Linked DNA regions of Zea mays: region 1 is linked to region 2. Evidence: chromatin contacts called from public Hi-C data. All regions are on one chromosome and are shown on one strand. Each heading gives the region's core, a stretch centred on a gene start, on an enhancer-like site or on the middle of the called end of the contact. The rest is flanking DNA. Distances are from core to core; before and after follow the strand shown. Region 1 holds the start of LOC100501347 (binding). Region 2 holds the start of LOC103636411 (ninja-family protein 6-like).

Evidence for each region. Hi-C and Micro-C count contacts between places; a contact is called where the count stands out from the background.
Region 1: a contact with region 2 is called in a Hi-C map of leaf, with 5 times the contacts expected there. The contact joins the promoter of LOC100501347 here to the promoter of LOC103636411 in region 2. A contact is called at or near these places in 2 of 25 Hi-C or Micro-C datasets (ear and leaf).

What each region holds. Positions count from the first base shown.
Region 1 is chr1:74,286,511-74,289,558 of Zm-B73-REFERENCE-NAM-5.0, forward strand. LOC100501347 (binding) reads right to left here and starts at 1,736. Exons shown (of 13, transcript NM_001196096.1): 1 at 1,410-1,736; 2 at 1,120-1,301; 3 at 630-826; 4 at 1-86. The coding sequence starts at 1,588.
Region 2 is chr1:74,155,570-74,158,720 of Zm-B73-REFERENCE-NAM-5.0, forward strand. It overlaps LOC103636411 (ninja-family protein 6-like), which reads left to right and starts at 1,390. Exons shown (of 2, transcript XM_008658773.4): 1 at 1,390-2,315. The coding sequence starts at 1,877.

The DNA of each region.
Region 1 (3,048 bases), core at 486-2,985, 130 kb after region 2:
TCAAGCATAGACATCCCCAGTTCAGCAAGTTGAGCCTTCTTTTTTTCGAATAATTCCTCAGCTGAAAGTTCCTCCTTCACTTCCTCCTGCCATGTGTCATGCATAGTAAAAAGGTATGTGAGGGAATTAATTTTGATTAGAAAATGTAGAGATTATGGTAAATCAGTAGAACATTCCCAGACTAAAACTTCTGCAGTTTGTTAGATTGACCCAACCTTTGATAAAAATGGGCGAAATAGTTAATTTGGCTCAAAATCTTCTGTTTTATTCAGCCTATAGTATTTTATGTTTTTTTGTGAATGATTCTTATGTCAACATCGAGTTGTCGAGCCTTCAGTTTGGGGTACATACAAACCACTTTCTATATCTTACTTGAGGTTGAATATGCCTAATATACTTACATATTTACTACCAAACATAGAAAATCCATTACAATCATGCTTCATGACAATAGTATGATCAGATATATACATCCTTACTCTAAAGAAAGGAACCAAGAAACTGGTATACTTATTCTACCAACACACCCTGAGCCCTAAAATGAACTAGAGTAAGTGAGCAACTAGAAAAGAGATTTCAAAAATGAATTTTGACTGATGCATATTTATAAAAAGGAACAGAAGTAATACCAGCACATTTGAGTGTAGTTGTCCCTTTGGAACTTCAGTTTGGGATTGAATATTTTTCACTTTATTATCATCTCCCTTTTTGTTTTTAGATTTTCCCTTTGATTCATCTTTTTTAGTATTTGTCTTGGCATTTGCACCATTCTCTTGAGCTTTAGTCTTAACACTGCCGGAATTGTCTTCAGACCTTGCTTTCTTAGCTGCATGTCATGACATACATGTTACAAAATTATGTGACTATTACACCATAAACAGAACAAAATTGAAAAAACACACCGTCATTATTCTTCAATAATCGGACGCCAATGTGTAAAAATGTCATTTGCAAGTGATAACATGTTTTATTAACTGCAAGTGCATTACAATTTACAGGACATTCCAGTTTTGCACAGGTTAAAAAGTCGTTACAATAATCACGTTACTAGAAACTCGGACTTGATAGTTATGATTAGCCACTGGCATTGTGTATCTACTGGAACCACGAACGGTTTACCTCTATTGTAGACGAGCTCCCCTTGCAGCGTCTTGGTGGGGAGTGCGTCGACGGGGTCGACCTCCAAATAATCATCATCCTCGCGGGGTCTCCCCGACGATTCTGTGGCCTTCCGCTTCTGGCGCTCTTCGTAGAGGCGCTCGACCTCGCCCTCGTCGCGCCCGGCAACCCTCCCGACATACCTTCACGAACCAAATGGAAATTCTACGCTCAATCAACAGCAATGCAACAACAAGGGAGGGAAGTGAGGAATTGGGAGGCGCAGCGTCCCGGAGCCCAGCGACACCAACCTGTCGATGGACTTCTTGTCGAAGTGGCGGAAGGGTGTAACGTTACTGCTGTCGGTGGCATAGAACTCGATGTCTTCCTCGCTGACATCCACCTCATCGTCGTGTATTTCCGGCGGCAGCTCCGGTGGGAGAATGACCTTGTTCTTGTCCTTCCTACTGCTGCCGCTCCTCTTCCCCATCGAGACTGGCGGCGGCTAGTCCCGAATTGCAGTACGAGAAAGGAGGAGGCGCGGCGGGTTTGGGGTTCAGGTCAGGGTAGGGTTTTGCCGTTTTGGCGCAGCGTTGAGACTTGAGACGCGGCGGCGCGAGTAGAGGAAGAAGAAAGCGTGCTTGGTCTGGTGGGCCGCTGGTTTGGTCCTGAACCGGGCCTGCTGAATACTATAACCGGGCCGGAAAGGCCTTATTTTTTTCTTCTTCTTTGGATTCGATTGGATTATAATCACAGCATTCGATTCTTCTCTACTTGCCCTTGGGAATTTTGAAACGGCGGTTGAAAGAATCAGAAATAATGGTTCTTTTTTTCTTTTCTGAATAGGCGGTTATATAAAAAACGAAAATATATAGGGCTAAAATTGATCATGTGCCAACAAATATCAAAACCAAAGTTTGACATATCATATTTGGTTGTAGGCCAAGATTTGGAGTAAAAAAATGACCTGATTTGAGAATGGCCAAATTCTGGCATGACCAACTAGGGCATGCATCCAATTCATAAAATGTATCCCCTCCCTACATCATCATCAACATCAACATAGCCTTTTAGTCTCAAGCAAGTTGGGGTAGGCTACTGTCGGCGTTTCAAGACCGGGGGGTCCCTGGACCGACGAGTAAACTGTCGCCGCGTGCCCCAGCCCAGATGGGTCGGCGCGAGACGGAGCGCGAAGGGGGGAAAGGCAGCCGGAGGGAGACGGGCGTAAGAGGTGGAAATCTCGCGGCCTTCGTGTTTATCCCGCGCCCAGGTCGGGTGCACTTGCAGTAGGGGGTTACAAGCGTCCACGCGGGAGGGAGCGAGCGGCCTCACGTGAGCGTCTGTCCCGTCCTTTCCCCCACGCGGCCAACCCTCTGTAAGAGGGCCCTGGTCCTTCCTCTTATAAGTGCAAAGAGAGGATCCAGGTGTACAATGGGGGTGTAGCAGTGTGCTAACGTGTCTAGCGGAGGAGAGCTAGCGCCCTAAGTACATGCCATTGTGGCAGCCGGAGAGGTCTTGGCACCCGGTTCGTGTGGTGTCGTGGCCGTCGGAGGAGCGCTGGAGCCTGGCGGAAGGACAGCTGTCGGGGTTGTCGAGTCCTTGCTGACGTCCTCTTGCTTCCGTAAGGGGGCTGAGAGCCGCCGTCGTCATAGAGCGTGTGGGGCACCATCATTACTTGTCTGGTGGAGCGAGCCAGATGGGACGTCGGTCTTGTTCCCCGTAGCCTGAGTCAGCTTGGGGTAGGATAATGATGGCGCCTCCTGTTGACGTGGTCGGTCCGTGCCCTGGGTTGGGCGATGTGGAGGCTCCTCCGAGGTCGAGGTCGAGTCTGTCTTCTGAGGCTGAGGTCGAGTTCGAGCCCCTGGGTCGGGCGAGGCGGAGACCGTCGGCTGAGGCTAGGGCTGAGTCCGAGCCCTGGGGTCAGGCGAAGCGGAGTTCGTCGTCTTCCGG
Region 2 (3,151 bases), core at 140-2,639:
AATTGTGGACCAATTAGATGGTTCAGATTTCAATAATGTCTGTAACCTCATGCATCAATGTACCTCTTTTGAGATGTCACTTTATTTTTATTTTCTCTGGTACTAACATGACATGTATTGAGCACGTATGACACTATACATACACCGGGAATAGCCTTACAGGGCGTTTAGATCCATTCATTTTAGAGGAATTGGAATTCACTCAATAAAGTAATTTATTTAGTTTGGAATTTTGACATTCCACCGCTTTCCAAAGTTCAGATATAAGCCTATCTCAAATTTATGGGGTGCAGGATGAGAAATGATTTTATGCATTAGTAGAATTTGTTTCTACTGTGTAACTTATATGACATTCTTCATCTCACTCTTTTATAGTAAAAATATAGCACATAAATATCTCCGACATCTTGTTAATAATAGTATATAAATATATTTTGCATAAAACTAAATTAGTTTAATTGATATATGTCAAAATTATTATTATTAAAATAGAATTCAATTCCAATGATAAAAACGTGACGTTATATAAATCTGTACAACCTCTCCACTCTCCTCCAATGCATAAATGCGAATGTGAGGGAGGTAGCAAGTAATCAGAATTGTTTGTTGAGATGATATTGTTTAGGTGAAAAATAATAATTGTATATGCGCACATACGCAATTCACGGTGCAAATAGCTAAATGGCTCGCAGATGCAGGTCACCTGGAGTGAACAGTGGTTGGGTTCGATCGGACAGGACAGGCCCTCGACGGCTGTTCGCCTGTCCCGCTGCCCGGCGACGTGACCGATCGGGGACGCTCAAAGGTTTGCTACCAGCACCAGCAGCATTAAAAACTACTAGTAGTAGTAGTATTTATTAAATGCACGTCCATGCTCTCTGGCCTCGGTTCTAGCTCTACTTCTATGCCCCCCACAGCCGCCACCGTGGACGCATGTCGCCGTCCGGTTCGCCCACGTCGCGCAGCAGCGTACAGCACGTACGTGGCAGATCCCAGAGTCGACACGATATACACAATTTTTTATTATTTCGTTTTCTTCCTCTGCGTGGGCCCCACCCTCACGCCTCCCCCCTGCCTAGTTGCCGCGCCACTTGTGCGTCGTGGGGGAGCACCGCGCCTGGTCCAGCACGTGCCACGTCCCCTCACGGCCGCACCTGTAGCTATAGCTTGGCCGAGCCCGAGCTGAGCGCCTGAGCCCGTGAGCCGTTCCGCTGGAGGGGAGAGGGAAGCTACCTGTTCTTGGCTCGGCTCATCGCCTCGCCTGACGAGAGTCGACGTGGCGGTGACCCACCCAACAGCAACACGTGCCGGCGCGGTCCGCCCCCCACTCCTCCAGTCCTCCTCGCCCACCCACCAAACACGCTGCCTGCCACTAATCGGCAATTACCGACGCCATAATAATAACCCTGAAGCAAAGCAATTGCCAATTGCATAGCACCACGCCACCACCCGACCCATCCAGGCACACCAAGAAACGCAGGCCTTCCCTTTTGCTACCTGCCCCCTCGGATCGAGCGGGGGCAATTCGGATTAGACGGCCACGTCCCCCGCCGAGCCTCACCAATCGCCCTCTGCAGGCAGGGAAGGACGGGGCGGGGCGGAGATCTGCTGATTGCTCTCTTTCTTATCTTCTCGCCTCCCCTCCCCTCCCGTTCTCCCAATTCCAACCTGCTGCTCGCGGTCGCGGTGGCCATTGCCTCGCTCGCGTCTCCTTGGCCGCGGGCGGATCCGGCCGCATCCTGCTGCTGTTCCCCATTCGTCGGTCGTTGCCAGTCCATGGATTCTTAACCAATTCTTCCCCAAGCTTCTTCCTTGCCTGGGAGCAGCTAGCTGCATCCTGTTAAATAATAGCTCTAGCGTGCGGGGGGAGGCCGCGATGGCGTCCAGGGACTTCCTGCGCGTCTTCGGGGCAGGGGCGGGCCACCAGGACGACGCCGCCGCCGCCGCCGGCCGGACAGACGACGTCGAGCTCAGCCTCGGTCTCTCCCTGGGCGGCCGCTTCGGCACCACCGACGCCAAGCGCCCGCGCCTGGCGCGCTCCTCCTCCATCGCCTCCGTCTGCTCCGTCTCCTCCCTCCACGCCGACGCCGACGCCGCGCCGCTGCCGCTGCTGCGCACCACCTCGCTGCCCACCGAGACCGAGGAGGAGCGCTGGCGCCGCCGCGAGACGCAGAGCCGCCGCCGCCTCGAGGCCCGGCAGAAGCGCGTCGAGCGCCGCAACTCCATGGCCTCCCTGGCGCCCGCCGTCGTCGGCGGGACCGGGAGGAGGTCCAACGCCTCGCAGGGGAGCAACTCTGCCAGCACCACGGAGCAAGGTATGCACCAACGGATCATATCATGTCCTTCTCCACACCTGCTTCTGTTTGCTCAAGCTCTATCATGCTCACAGCTACCATGGTTTTCTAGTCGCTGCTGCTGCTTGATGGGTCGGGTGCTTGTTTTCAAAACACTACGACATGCTATGCATTTGTCAGCAACTTAGTCTTAGGTTTATGAGCTGGAGAAAAGATCTAGACGTGTTTATGAGCACTCCTTTCGCAAGTCCAAGCATTGGAGAGGAGATCTAGACATGTTTATGAGCTGCTCTTGATCTCGTCTTAGGTTTACAAATATGGAAAGTAACTGCGTTCATATTGTGTTTTAAATAGCATGCATGTAGGTTTAATCTGAAATTGAGCCAGACCCATTTGGAGGAAAACTCCAAACATGATGCACCTGCTCTATTCAGCGTTCAGCACCCTCTCGGCAACTTTAGGGGTTGCTTGGTTTCAAAGGACTAATTTTAGTCCCTCTATTTTATTTCGGGGTGTTTGGTTCCTTTATGGTCTGTTTGAAACCATCCAGTTTTTAAGAAACTGATTTATGAAAACTGAGCTAGTTCCAAACATACCGGTTTATGCCTCAGTTTATAGAAATTGGATTCACAGTTTCTTAAAAACCAAAAACCTAGCCTCTCCTAGCTAAAAAATAAAAATTGGATTGCTTCCAAACATGACCATAGTCACTCTACTAAACTTTAGTCCCTAGAAATCCTATTTGAAAGACCTATTTTAGTCACCATGTTTGGTATTTTAGGGCTAATAGTGAGGTGAGAACTAAACACCCCTTCATTTTAGTCTCTAAATTGTCCTAAATTGTCAAATACGGAAAC